Linked DNA regions of Mus musculus: all the other regions are linked to region 3. Evidence: chromatin contacts called from public promoter capture Hi-C data. All regions are on one chromosome and are shown on one strand. Each heading gives the region's core, a stretch centred on a gene start, on an enhancer-like site or on the middle of the called end of the contact. The rest is flanking DNA. Distances are from core to core; before and after follow the strand shown. Region 1 holds the start of Cobll1 (Cobl-like 1). Region 2 has its middle 83 kb from the start of Galnt3. Region 3 holds the start of Scn3a (sodium channel, voltage-gated, type III, alpha). Region 4 overlaps Cobll1 (Cobl-like 1).

Region 1 (3,176 bases), core at 606-3,105, 330 kb before region 3:
GAGAGTCTAATTCAGTTTTGTGTGAAAGCTTGTATGACATTAACTTACATTAATCCACAGCTCTGTCTCCAGGCCTTGCTTTACCTCATCCTACCGACACACTTACTCTCCATACGGTAAAAATATATGGAAGGAGACACATTAGTATCTAAACGGTGGAAAGCCGCCCCCCCAAGAAAAAAGTAGCGCTCTACAGCAATAGGGGATATTTGCATGGAGGAGATCGAAATTTAGAGGAAAAAAGAACGAATTCATACACTGCATGTTTCCTCTATGTAAGCATTACACTAAATATCTGTTAGATTAGTCATGTTGCCTTGAGACTCTTCCATGTTTCCTCTAGACAACTGCCAATGCTCGCATGGCCTCTGATGAATAAACATGCTGTGACTTGCTCCTAAGGAAACGCCTGTCATGTTCCAGGGAAAAATGACTTCTTCACTCTTAAACCAGGGGAAAAAAAAAAAAAAGAACGACTTTCATTCATTGCTTACAAAGTCGCCTGTTCCTTAATGTTCCAATTTCCGGAATTTTCATACTCTGCTTAAGGCATTTCTAGGTTCTGATTAACAAAGAAAAAGAGAAACTGGGGGTGCTTTATGGCAAAGAGGCTACATGACAGCAGTGAGGCGGTCTCACCTAGGACAGGGTTGTGTAGCTTGACCATTTACTACGACAAAGGTTATTCTCAAGTTCTCCTTGGCCCTTGCAGGACTACCTGTTCCCACCACTGTTTACCCAAACGTTTAACAGAGTGATGTTTAGCATATTTGGCAGGAAGGCATGCTTCATTTAATATTAACTCACCATGTGACAGCCCCTTCCCTTCCAATCGCTCCTCAAACACGTGACGGTAAAAAAAAAAAAAAAAAAGTATAGGTGTTTGCCAATGCGACTGACTTCGCACTCGGCTTTGGCATCACCAATTGGCCAGAAGCACATACACACACACACCCCCAGTCAGAGGCGAGCACCCCGCCTGCTCCCGGAACTGTCAAGCCGGGCTGACAGCTGGCACACCTTGCTGCGCCCTCCGTGGACTTTCAGGAAGCCCCTTCCTTGCAGTCACCTTGACAGAAACCATCCTCCTGGGCTGGAGCGCTTGGCTGTGGAAACTTTTCCTTCCTTTCCCGGAGCGCGCTTACAGGTGTCGTCCCCCCCGCCGCTACAGAGCCCCAACAAGGGGCCCTTTGTTACCACTTTTGCTCCGGGACTCCTCACCCAACGCCTGCCATTCGCCTGGCCTTCCGTAACCCCGATCGGAAAGCTTGCCCAAAGTACCGAACCCCCCACCCCGACTCGTCCGGGAGGACGCAGTCTCCCGCCCGCGTGTGGGTCGGCCCGGGAGCCCGGCGGCCCCGCGGGGAGCTCGCCTCGGGCAGGTGAAGCGCGCGAGGCCTCGGCGGCCGGGAGGGAGGCTTACTTACCCTGCGGAGCCCGCGGGCTGCATGGCGGGGGTGCGGGGCGCGCTGCGGGGTAGGGGATCCGGGACGCTGCGGTCCATCGCGCTGCTGGCCGCGGCGCGGGCTCGGGCTCGGAGGCGGCGCGTCACTGCTAGGGTGGGAGAGGCCGGCGGGTCAGGGCGGGAGCGGCCGGGCCAAGAGCCCGCCTCGACCCACGGCAGCCAGGGGCGGCCCCGCCTCCCCGGGGCGCTTCCACCTGCCGGTCGGTCCCTGCCCGAGGGCGCCGCGACGACGGCTACAGGTCCCCGCCCCGGCCGCAGCCCGCAGCCAGTCCCGGGCGAAGGGGCGGCGCGCGGCAGCCCGGGCTGTGAAGGAGGAGGAGGAGCGGACCGGGCGCGGGACGGTCGCCACGCCCGCAGTGCTTGGGCTCCAGCGGCCCGCTGCGCACCAACTGAATCCCGTGCAAACTTTTCCGGAGGAGCTGCGAACCACAGCGCCCCCGCCTTCCCAAGCCACTGCCCGCTTTAGGGGACCCGGCCCGTCCAGGCTCCGCTCCTCCCCCGCACGGCTAGCTCGGACGCCCGGAGCGAGCGCGCGGCGGAAAGCGGCCGGCCCCCGGCCGCCGCGCCCGCGCCCCAACTCACCCTGCCCCATGGCCCTGCCGGGAGCCCCGAGCTCGCAGCCGCCTCGGCCACCTCGCTCTGCAGAAGTGAGGGTGACGAGGTCAGCATCGGAGCGAGCAGAGCAGCCAGCCGGAGAGGGGACGGGTAGGGCGAGCGGGCGGGGACGTGGAGCGAGGAGGAATTTCCTACCCCACCCCGCACCCCTCCGCGGAGCACGCGGCTTTTAGGTACCGCGGGGGAGGCCGGTGGAGAGGAAGCGTCTAGGCTGCTCGTTTTAGTCCCCACTGACACTGAGTAGCTTTGGGAAGCCTCGCGAACCCAAGAGGAAGAGTGGGCGGACAGGGAGGCTACCTGGCCAGCAAAACCCCAGGGAGGACCCAAGCTGTAGCGGAAGTGAGGAGAGCTCATGGACCGAGTCCTGCTGATTGACCACCTGCAGTCTGACCTTCGAAGTGCAGGATTTTCTTTTTAACCTTACTGACCCCTACGGTTGCTAGCCCTTAAAAGGCACCTCTGACATTGTGATCTTTTTAATCCCTGGCAGGTTTAAGCTCGTCCAGTCTTCCCAGACATGCCTCTCTTGATGTAAACAGCCAACAGCTGGGATTTGAGGACTGGACGTTCTCATGATGACAGTCTATAAGCTAAGAAAGAACAGCAGAGATTTAGTGGCCTCCTGGAAGTTTCACAGGAATAAAGGAATCTCAGACAGTGCTTGCTTGTTTGTAGTTTCGGTTCCTGCAAGAGTTCTTCTCAGAGGAGACGTGCCACCTGACAACCGGGTGCATATTGTCTCCTTACCCTTAGACCCTTGCCAACTGTTTTAAAGTAAATCATATTGATGAGTCCAAAAGCGAACATCAGGAAATAATGCTAAATTAAAAATATATAAATGGATACCTCAAGTGGCAAATCTGTAGGCATAAAAACATGATGTAGGATAACAAAGGACTTAACATTTTTGGTTCACATTAAAATTAAACTAGTATTTATAACCCGTGCTTAATTAAAGGTTCTTTGTTGCTCATTCATTACAACCACCACCAATAATTTCTGGAACCAAAAGTACTAACTACTACTCCACATAATTGGATTTTGTCTCTTTCCTCTCCCTTGTGGTGAATATGGTCTCAGTACATCTTTGAATATG
Region 2 (2,960 bases), core at 441-2,940, 470 kb after region 3:
TCGGAGGGGGAAACCAGGAAAGGGTATAACATTTGAAATGTAAATAAAGAAAATACCTAATAAAAAAGAGTAGATTTTTTAAAAAGTAAAAAATAAACAGCAAAGCAGTACAGATATAAAGTTGGGTAAAGGCAGAAAGAGATATTTCTGATCAAAGTGGCCACTATAGGCAACACTAGAGATTTCCAATTACTTAGATGTAAGACCACAAGAGGGAGACAAGAGAAGAGAATGAATTTGAAGCCAGTGCCTGCTCCCCAATGTACTTTCAAGCCATACTAGGGCTTACCTATCAGACAGCAAAGTGGTGAGAAGTTTGGCATTTTAAGAGGGCAAAGTGCTCTAGAGGATATAAGATATAAGACAGGAATGGATAAAAGACAGGAATCAATTGTGAATAGCCAAGATGCCTATCTGTCTCACCTTTGTTTGCAGTACATGGCTTTGCACCTACAACCAAAAGCCCCAAGCTCGAGTCAAATGGATAAGAGCCCAGCAAAGCATCAATGGTCATCTGAACAATGGCCGTGGGAATACAGCGGGTTCAACTGAAGGATGGAGTCAAGGATGACAGACAGATGGATTGTTTCATTTGCTCCCTTCGTCCTCAGTGGTGTGTGGCTGTGAGCTAGAAACACTGAGGAAGGAGTGACAGGTGGCTGGAGGGAAGGATAGCAGGAGAGGATGAATTTGAAAGCCCCACTAATCACCCTCCTCAATGAGGCGCTGTCTGTTGAAATTTCAACACAAGGTCTGCACTCGGATGCTTCTCAGAAACCTCTTCTGTGCACCCTGTTCCTTGGGGTCATCACTAACCTGCTAGTATGAAGCAGCCTCTGTTTCTTTGTCAAGTTCCCTCCGATAAAGCAAAGCAGTAAGCCAATTACTGAGATCATTCAGATGAAAATTTTACTTTTGCCTGAATTAGCCAGAGAATTGAGGCGTAAATGGACCTTTTCACTTGACTGATTGGGATAATTGCTTCGCTTTGCTAGGGGAGACCTATCTTTGGAAGTCTGTGTTTGGCCACCAAAACATGTTTGTAATATCCATTATCGTCGTTTCTTGAAACAGCCACGCGTGGCTAGTTGCCACACTCAAAAGCTTGTAGGCAGCTTTTGAGGTTGTTGAAACAGTGGGGATGGGAGTCAGATGGCATCTCTGAGACGCTCAGTTGCTTGAATTGTTTCCGTTTTGGCCATCTCTAAAACATGTCAGCTCAGTCCTGCTGAGCATCCAGGGAAGTCAGGGTTGGGGGTCGGAGAAGTTGGGGGGGATAGCGTGGTTGCGCAAGTCAGTTCGGTGGATAAAACACACGCGCGCGCACGCGCGCACACACACACACACACACACACACACACACACACAGAGTAAGAATTACCTCCAGGTGCACAGGAACAAATGGCTGTTCCTGAAAGGGCTGGGTGGGCGGACTTGAGAGAAACGTGTAATTTACATTTAATATTGAAGGAGTGAGAGGACTTCATAAAGAAACCTGAGCAGGAGCAGGCAATTAGTAACAGCAGCGGGACTGGCAGCCAAGCCTTTGGCCTGCGTCCTAGGAAATGGAAGCTTTGGCTTAACAGCGTGGAGCACTGGAAAGAAGAAATCTAAAAGCTCAGCCTTGAGCTCTGCGGCAGCCTTTCCTGCTGTGGTGGTGATGTGAGCCTATAGGGTACAGTATGCTCAGCAGTGGCCTAGAAAAGCAACTGAACAAGATGGACACCAGAAAAGCCCCGCAGACCTCAGATCTCTGCAATCACTTTGTGATGGCGCCCCTTACTGGTCAACAGGCAGAACACCAGAGGTCTACATCCTGAATGGAAATACGAGGTTTTCACTCAGGTGATCCCTGATGTTTCTGCGTTAAAATAATAATAATAATAATAATAATAATAATAATAATAATAATAACGATTTCATTATAAGATATTTTATTGTATTCTGAATAATGAAATAAAGGAAAGAAAATAATAGCTGTGGCTTTAATAAAACCCATCAGCTTTATTCATTGAATTGTGTTTTAAAAGAGTTAAATGCTAAGTTTCATGTTTATAAAATGACTCCTTTAAAATTTTAAATTTTATTCCACACAGATTTTCAAAACACTAGAAGACACATACAAACCATAGAACTGATCTTTCTCAAGTAACCCGCTCCTCAGATTGTAATAAGGAAGTTGGCATTAAAATAATCAGTTTCTTTTTTTTTTTTGGTTGCTATTGTTTTATTGTTTGAGATATTGCTTTAATTATGATAAATATGACAATATGACAAAGCCCTTAAGGAATGCTTGACATTTTGTCACAATCACAAGCCATTGAAAAATCCACTTTATTAAAATATAGATGAACTGAGAAAAATCAAGCCATTGTATCTAAAGTTATAAAAATTGAGTGTTCATATTTCACATTGCTCTGAAGGTCATTAAAATATCAAATAATCCATAAAGCATAGCTCACCTTTTTTTCTCAGCAGATTTACACATAGTGTCAATTTACTAAAAGTGAGGCCTAGAATATTTTCCTTCATAACCTTAATGTCATTGTACTGGCAATATTCAATATTTTGTGTATATTTTAATATCAAGAAGTCTTTGGAGACCAAGATAGTTACTAGTAGCCGAACAACATTTTCTTTTAACATAAACCAACCGTAAGCTATCTTACTGTGCAAAACAACATCAGCACGAAAAAAGTTCCTACAATTTCGCAGATATTTAAAACAAACAAACAAACAAACAAAACCAAACCCAACTCAGTAGATTCTGCACTTGGTAGATTTCTTCTTGTACAATATCCCTAAAAATAATTCATTTCAGATATATCCTTTCTGTGAACTCTTTTTACTAGTATATTTTTAGTCACAAGATTCTAGAATGTGTTAGAGAAGCAAGGGACACCCAAAGCCCCCACAGCATGGACTCTGGTCTGCCTTCAGGCCTGCCCTGAACGAACGGG
Region 3 (2,829 bases), core at 15-2,514:
ACACACACACACACACACACACACACACACACACACACACACACTCACACACACTCACACACACACACACACTCACACATGAGAGAGAGAGAGAGAGAGAGAGAGAGAGAGAGAGAGAGAGAGAGAGAGAGCTTTGTAATCTTAAAAACTTGTCTTTCCACTACTGCCTGTAGGTCTTCTGCTAATGTAGCAGTGTGATCACTGAATGGAACATTATGAGTGTGGTGTAAAACATTTCAGTGACAGGCACAGACTCTACACAATGTAAATTATTCTCATTTGGTCTCAAGTGAGTTTTCCTGGTGATTGGTAGTAATAGTACTGATAATAAAAACCAACCATGAAATGTTCCAGGAAGGAAAGAAACCTACCCAGCTCTCAAGCTTCTGGCTGTTAAAAGGTAACAAAACAGGAGGGTATGGGACATACAGGAATTCATGGATCATTTCACTTTTACCAAATCAAATGTATTTTAATGTTACTCTGGGTGGTCTCTTTCCCTCTATGCTGATAAATTTCTAAGAAAAATAAGAATGTCTAAATAGCCAAACACCCTTATATATTGATATCACTGTCTGTATATGGCTTCTCCAGAGCTTCTAAGTAAATAAAATTAAATTGAATTTAAAAAAAAAATAAAGCACAGAAAAGGTAGCTCCAATCTCACTGAGCATTTAATGATTTAAAGATGCCGAATAGGCGGTGTCGTCCTGAAATCTAGTGGGTTGACATTAAGTCTAACAAAACAGATGTTCTCTCTATACAATGAACCCCAAACATCTGTTTCTTTCACAGACACACACTCCTTAATTCCTAGTCTGTATTGTAAGTCACCATTTCCAGACAGAGGCTGTTTCCTTTGAAAGATAAAGGAATAATAGTAAGCAGTTTACAAATCAAATGATACCTTTAGTTCTTATAATTTACATCTAAACATTAGGCTTTTAAAAATGGCAGCACGGGGAGGATTTTAAAATGAGAAGATGATCTGGTGGCTAGATTCTACGGTGCAAATAATTAAATGTTTTGTCAGCTTACCTGATGGAGAGCCTTAGGAATCACAGCTCAACAAAGGACAGCATCCAAGATGGTTAGAATGGAACGTGCCACCCCCAGTAGTTCTTCAGATTTGGGCCACAGGGATTTGCAAATTACATTCAATTTTTTTTTCTTGCTTTCTCTGTGGATATGAAAACAAAGAGACCTTTCCAGAATCCTTTCTGCTTATGCCTCCGCTTCCTGTTCTGAGATTCACTCTATGATACCCAACATATATCAGAAAACGGCCCTGGAAGGAAAAAAAAAAAAAAAAAAGAAAGAAAAAGAAAAAGCTGGCAGCATTCAACGTGTTACTGCCATCTACTGGCAGACACACGCCATTGCGCAAACGACAAAACACTCCTATTATTCTCCATCTCTTCGGAAGGCAGGAGGCAAACCTGTATGGAAACATTATGAATCATGTAAGGGCCCCACGGTGACAGCAGAGAGATGATGGAGGCGGGGGGGGGGGGTGGTGGGGGGTAACCTAGCTACCACACGAGTGTGCACAGTTAACCTTTCACGCCTCTTTATGTATTTACTTTTTAATTTTCTAGTTGTTTGATTAGGAATCACAGGTTTTCATAAAATCTTCTCTAAGTCTGCTCTTCCAAGATGAGGTCCCCCTCCACACAAGGTGAAAAATCTGGTTTCTTAGAAAATAGTACAACATATATGCAGATGTAAACTTTTCATATTTTTTATTTCTTTCTTTTGTTTTGGTTTTGAAGACAACCTCTGATCTGAATACCTTATTTATTTATTTATTTATTTATTTATTTATTTATTTATTTATTATTTTTTAGGTGTGTGTGGCATATATATGTGCTCCTTTAGGGGGTGTGTATGTGCTCATGAAGGGGCAGCGTAGGTGGGGGTTGACCTCAGGGGTCTTCCGTGATCTACCTCTAGCTCAGCCTTTGAGACATTAGGGCAGCAAATGCTTGCGACATTGAAACAGAATCACGTAGTCAAAGGGAAAATGACTTTTGTGAGTTGAGGGGGCTCTTAACAGCAGTTTTTGGTTTTACTTTTCACATTTAGAGAAAAATTATCTCATTAAACATGGAATTAGACTGAAGCAGCAAACTCCCCGCCTCTGTCCCCACTGCTGGGGTAGAATCAGCACCGTAGCAGGCCTGGTCTTGGACGGTGAGGATTTTTTAAAAAAATTCTTATTGATTCTTTGTGAATTTCACATCATTAGCCCCAATCCTACTCATCTCCCCATCCCTTTGTATCAGCCTTCTGCCCCTGCAACATCTCCCAAAAGAAAGAAAGAGAGAGAGAGAGACAGAGAGAGAGAGAGAGAGAGACAGAGAGACAGAGAGACAGAGAGAGAAAGAAAGAAAGAAAGAAAGAAAGAAAAAGAAAGAAAGAAAGAAAGAAAGAAAGAAAGAAAGAAAGAAAGAAAGAAAGAAAGAAAGAAGATCTCTCACCTTGGAAGCTGAGGTGTGTCATTGCAGTGAGTCATTGGTCTGGTTCGAGGCCTCTGGCTTCTGCTACTCCATCAATCCTGGATCCTCACCGGGACTCCGCTCAGATATCCTGTCGTTGCCCTATAAGGTGGCGATCCTGCAGCTTGGATCTGCAGGACCACCCAGTCCTGCTTCAGCTGTTCATAGGTAGGGTAGATGCTCGAGTGGGTCAATTCAAAGCACGGGATCTGGGCCTGGGTGGTAGCTGAGGTGGTCAGCCCACCGGCTCTCCAGGGCCCATACCGTCAAGGCTCGCTGCTCTGGAACCCTTGGGACCAGCTCTCCTATGTTGCCTAGGCTAGGGCTGGAG
Region 4 (3,167 bases), core at 567-3,066, 450 kb before region 3:
CATTGGAACAAAAGCAATGCTTAAAATGAAAGGGAATTTTTTTTTAAAGAACAATTGTTGTATATCCTAACAAACACTGGTCAGCCCTTTGAGGTTTTGCTGTTTATTTTCTCAAGTGTAATTTTTACAGCTGTATAAACACATGCAAAGAGAACTGCCTTTATACTGGATGGAAACATACATGCCACTTGTTTGTCATTGAAGCTTTTTAGAAATAAACTATTTCCAGGTAAAATATGGAAAAGCTTTTTCCAAAGATCTGAATCTCTGCTCTATAATAGCATATTCTCTGGAGAAAAACCTATTATTTTATTATTATCTACCTAAGCCCATATTAAGAGTTCTCCTTGATAGCATGGAAAGTCTTACCTTGTCAGGATTGACTCAGATTATCAACATCCAAGTGAAGGAATGGGTAAACAGATGTGACCTATCAAGTACAAGCAACTGGGCTGAGCAAAAGACAGGAGACATCAGGTACAGGGCCTGCAGCTCTTCAACCTACACTATGTGAGCAGTCATCTCCTCTGCCAATTTTAACACCACTCCTATCATTCTTCTGAAATAAGTACTACGGTAGAAGCCAATAAGATTAGAGCTAGATCATCCAGAAGGTGTTCCATGTGGCATCAACACCATTAGCTTGTGACTTTTTGTTCCTAATTAAAGTTAAGGCCCTCCAAGGAATTCCACGTGGCTGTGTTGGTCACAAGATTTGTATCAAACATATCTTGTGCAAAATTCATTATTAGTTAACAGTGACATTTATATCCTCTAGTTAATAAGCTCAGCAAATGAACACATTTTTCTCACACTCTAAGCCTTCCATTTCTTTGTTGCACCACAAGGTGCTTGTGTGGATTCCTGTGTTGCAATAAGTGCACACAGAAAGATGCCAGGTGTTAAGTCTTCAATGTTGCTATCATACATTGGGTCTCAGGAGTCATTCAATAGGAGTAGCTGTTGTGACCTGGTTACCACCAACCAAAGGTCCAGACTACAGAACTTTTTTTTATTAGGTAGAAGCCAGCCGTACATAGTTTTGCAATATAAGAACTTGAAGATTCTGGGAAATTTAGTTAGAAAATTTTATTCCTCAGAGAAAAAGAACACAGCAATGGACAAGTTCATTTAGTGTGGAAAGTTGATGGAAAGACTACAGCAGAGAGTAAAAACACCACAGAGTATCTAGGAGAGCCCAAGGTGACACAAGACACACAGAGGTTGAGCAGTTTCCATTTACATGCACACTGGCCCTTTTTTTGTGCAAAGAAAAAAAAAGACAAATTTTTAAGCCTATGCTATTTATGCCTTTGACAGACATGTACATTCTTCTTCTTCAGACACATCAGTGTTTCCGTCAGTCCCACCCTCCCCTCACTCACTGAGCTCTATTTATATAATCGTGGCTTGCTAGTGACAATCTTGGTTTTAACATTTTTAAGCCCAAAGATGAGAACTGAGCTCAGCCGTACATCTTCTACGAACAAGAAGAAAGTAGAACCTAGGATCGATCCAAAGTAAACGAGAATACATGGTGAAGATCGTGGTTCCCTGTAATCCGAACAAACTGGACTGACATGTTTCTAGGCACAGGTGAGGAGAACACCTTACAGATGAGCTGAACTTAGAACCCATGCCAAAGTCAAATGACAGCCAAAGTAATACACTGGGGGAGGAGGGCATTTCAGTTCAGCCCAGAGAGAAAGCCAAAGCTATCAAGAAAGCTTTATCCCTCCCTACACACTCATACCACGGCCATGCTTCCTCTGACCTGGCTACTGTTACTGCATGCTGCTGAGTAGAGAAGGGCACACCTACTCATGCAGCCTTCAACACCAATGTAGGCCAGAGGCTATGTAAGCCTTGGACTTCTGACTTCAGTGTTCTGCTGTGACCTAGTGTAAAGCTTAAGGCACAGGCAGCCTTTTGCTTACTGATAGACAAGGAAGAGAAACGTGTATTCAATTTACAAATGGTCAAGAGCTCTTGTTCTTTGAAGATTTTTCTTCTTTAGAGGTTAAAATATAATTAGCAGGTCCCTTTACTTTTAGGTTTGAAGCACACCTGAAAGTGCCAACAGAGGGCTTGAGTGTAGATTAATGGAGTGTTCTCTGTAGAAGTTGGCCTGGAATAGGAAAACTAAACACATAAGCAGGCGCCGCTGCCTCGCTTTTCGTGGCCATGACTCCTTAACAAACCTTAGAAAAGTTACAAAGAAATGATGCACATTATGCATGGGAAAAAGGAAAGAATATACTGTGCTGGTAGATTTTTTCAGATGCATTAATCCACTCATAGCTTTGGAAGTAGAGCCAGATGTACTCATATATCAAGCTGCAACTGTCATGGTAACCACAGTTCCTAGGCAACTGTTGAACTCCGTGTGGGGTCCACTTTCCATACAATAAATACAAGACGCGAGCAGGAGAGAAAATAAAGTGTTACATGATAGCCCAAATTAAAAAAAAAGCAGGAAGAGAAATATTTCTTAACGAGTACAAATACATAATCTATTACAACAGGGAGTACAACCTTAATTGGTCTGCATAAAATAACTGGAAAAATTCACCAAGTAAAATAAAAAACAGATGTTTACTTGCTTCATGGGCATATCATCTGCTTCTAAACCAAATTAAGTAGGGAAAAAAAATAAAGATAAAACTGTGTAAAAGAGGCATGCAAAGCATTCCTAAAAAATTGAGTCAGCCACTGAAAAACGAATACTCTGGGTATTAAGTTTCACTTGCATAATATCAGATGGCAGGAAGTCTTGGTTTCCCAATATTCGAATGTTGTCTGTGGCAGCACACACATTGAGACCAAATGAAATGCTCAGTAGAGGTTATCCCTTTACTGTGCTTCCAGCCACAAACCTACCCCAAGGAGGTTACACACCATGCCAGTGGCTGGGGACAGTTATTTACTGTTGAATGCAGAGGACTTGAAGCAGTAAAGCCACACTAAAGGTGGGAGTCAAAAAGTCTCCAAAGGTTTTGGGAATTCTACAGGTGGAGATTTCCAACAATTTCTTTTAAACTCTTCCACTTCCACTTGAAACATAAGTTTAAGAGACCAACTGATGGAAACAAGGCAGTCCTCTGCCGACTGATTTTGCTACAGGTGTCCTCAACAGACAGTAAATGGTTCTAGGACTCAGATTTCTA

Evidence for each region. Promoter capture Hi-C pulls out the DNA fragments that hold promoters and counts their contacts.
Region 1: a contact with region 3 is called in a promoter capture Hi-C map of 3T3-L1-derived adipocytes, with 7 times the contacts expected there. The contact joins the promoter of Cobll1 here to the promoter of Scn3a in region 3. A contact is called at or near these places in 9 of 39 promoter capture datasets (the 3T3-L1 cell line, 3T3-L1-derived adipocytes, the HPC-7 cell line and 5 more), 5 of 484 Hi-C or Micro-C datasets (bone marrow-derived macrophages, embryonic stem cells, group 2 innate lymphoid cells and 2 more) and 1 of 9 other capture datasets (liver).
Region 2: a contact with region 3 is called in a promoter capture Hi-C map of hippocampal neurons, with 2.4 times the contacts expected there. The contact joins the enhancer-like site here to the promoter of Scn3a in region 3. A contact is called at or near these places in 3 of 39 promoter capture datasets (embryonic stem cells, hippocampal neurons and stem cell-derived epiblast-like cells), 1 of 484 Hi-C or Micro-C datasets (the N1E-115 cell line), 1 of 115 datasets of contacts at active chromatin or transcription factors (astrocytes) and 1 of 9 other capture datasets (embryonic stem cells).
Region 4: a promoter capture Hi-C map of pre-B cells shows a contact between it and region 3. The contact joins the enhancer-like site here to the promoter of Scn3a in region 3. A contact is called at or near these places in 3 of 39 promoter capture datasets (the 3T3-L1 cell line, the C10 cell line and pre-B cells) and 2 of 115 datasets of contacts at active chromatin or transcription factors (large pre-B cells and pro-B cells).

What each region holds. Positions count from the first base shown.
Region 1 is chr2:65,236,936-65,240,111 of GRCm38.p6, forward strand. It overlaps Cobll1 (Cobl-like 1), which reads right to left and starts at 1,856. Exons shown (of 14, transcript NM_177025.6): 1 at 1,428-1,856. The coding sequence starts at 1,504. It overlaps Gm13594 (a long non-coding RNA gene), which reads left to right. Exons shown (of 2, transcript XR_001783320.2): 1 at 1-1,147; 2 at 2,571-3,176.
Region 2 is chr2:66,040,586-66,043,545 of GRCm38.p6, forward strand. No RefSeq gene overlaps it. Among named protein-coding and RNA genes, the nearest start is that of Galnt3, 83 kb to the right of the region's middle. Within about 2 kb of position 1,691, at least 39 of the 459 cell types and tissues checked have an H3K27ac peak or open chromatin away from gene starts, as enhancers often do. A contact at or near this core is called in the N1E-115 cell line and hippocampal neurons, where this site is marked.
Region 3 is chr2:65,566,228-65,569,056 of GRCm38.p6, forward strand. Scn3a (sodium channel, voltage-gated, type III, alpha) reads right to left here and starts at 1,265. Exons shown (of 27, transcript NM_001355167.1): 1 at 1,039-1,265. The region is part of intron 2 of Gm34833 (a long non-coding RNA gene); the gene reads left to right.
Region 4 is chr2:65,117,520-65,120,686 of GRCm38.p6, forward strand. The region is part of intron 6 of Cobll1 (Cobl-like 1); the gene reads right to left. Among named protein-coding and RNA genes, the nearest start is that of Grb14, 96 kb to the left of the region's middle. Within about 2 kb of position 1,817, at least 41 of the 459 cell types and tissues checked have an H3K27ac peak or open chromatin away from gene starts, as enhancers often do.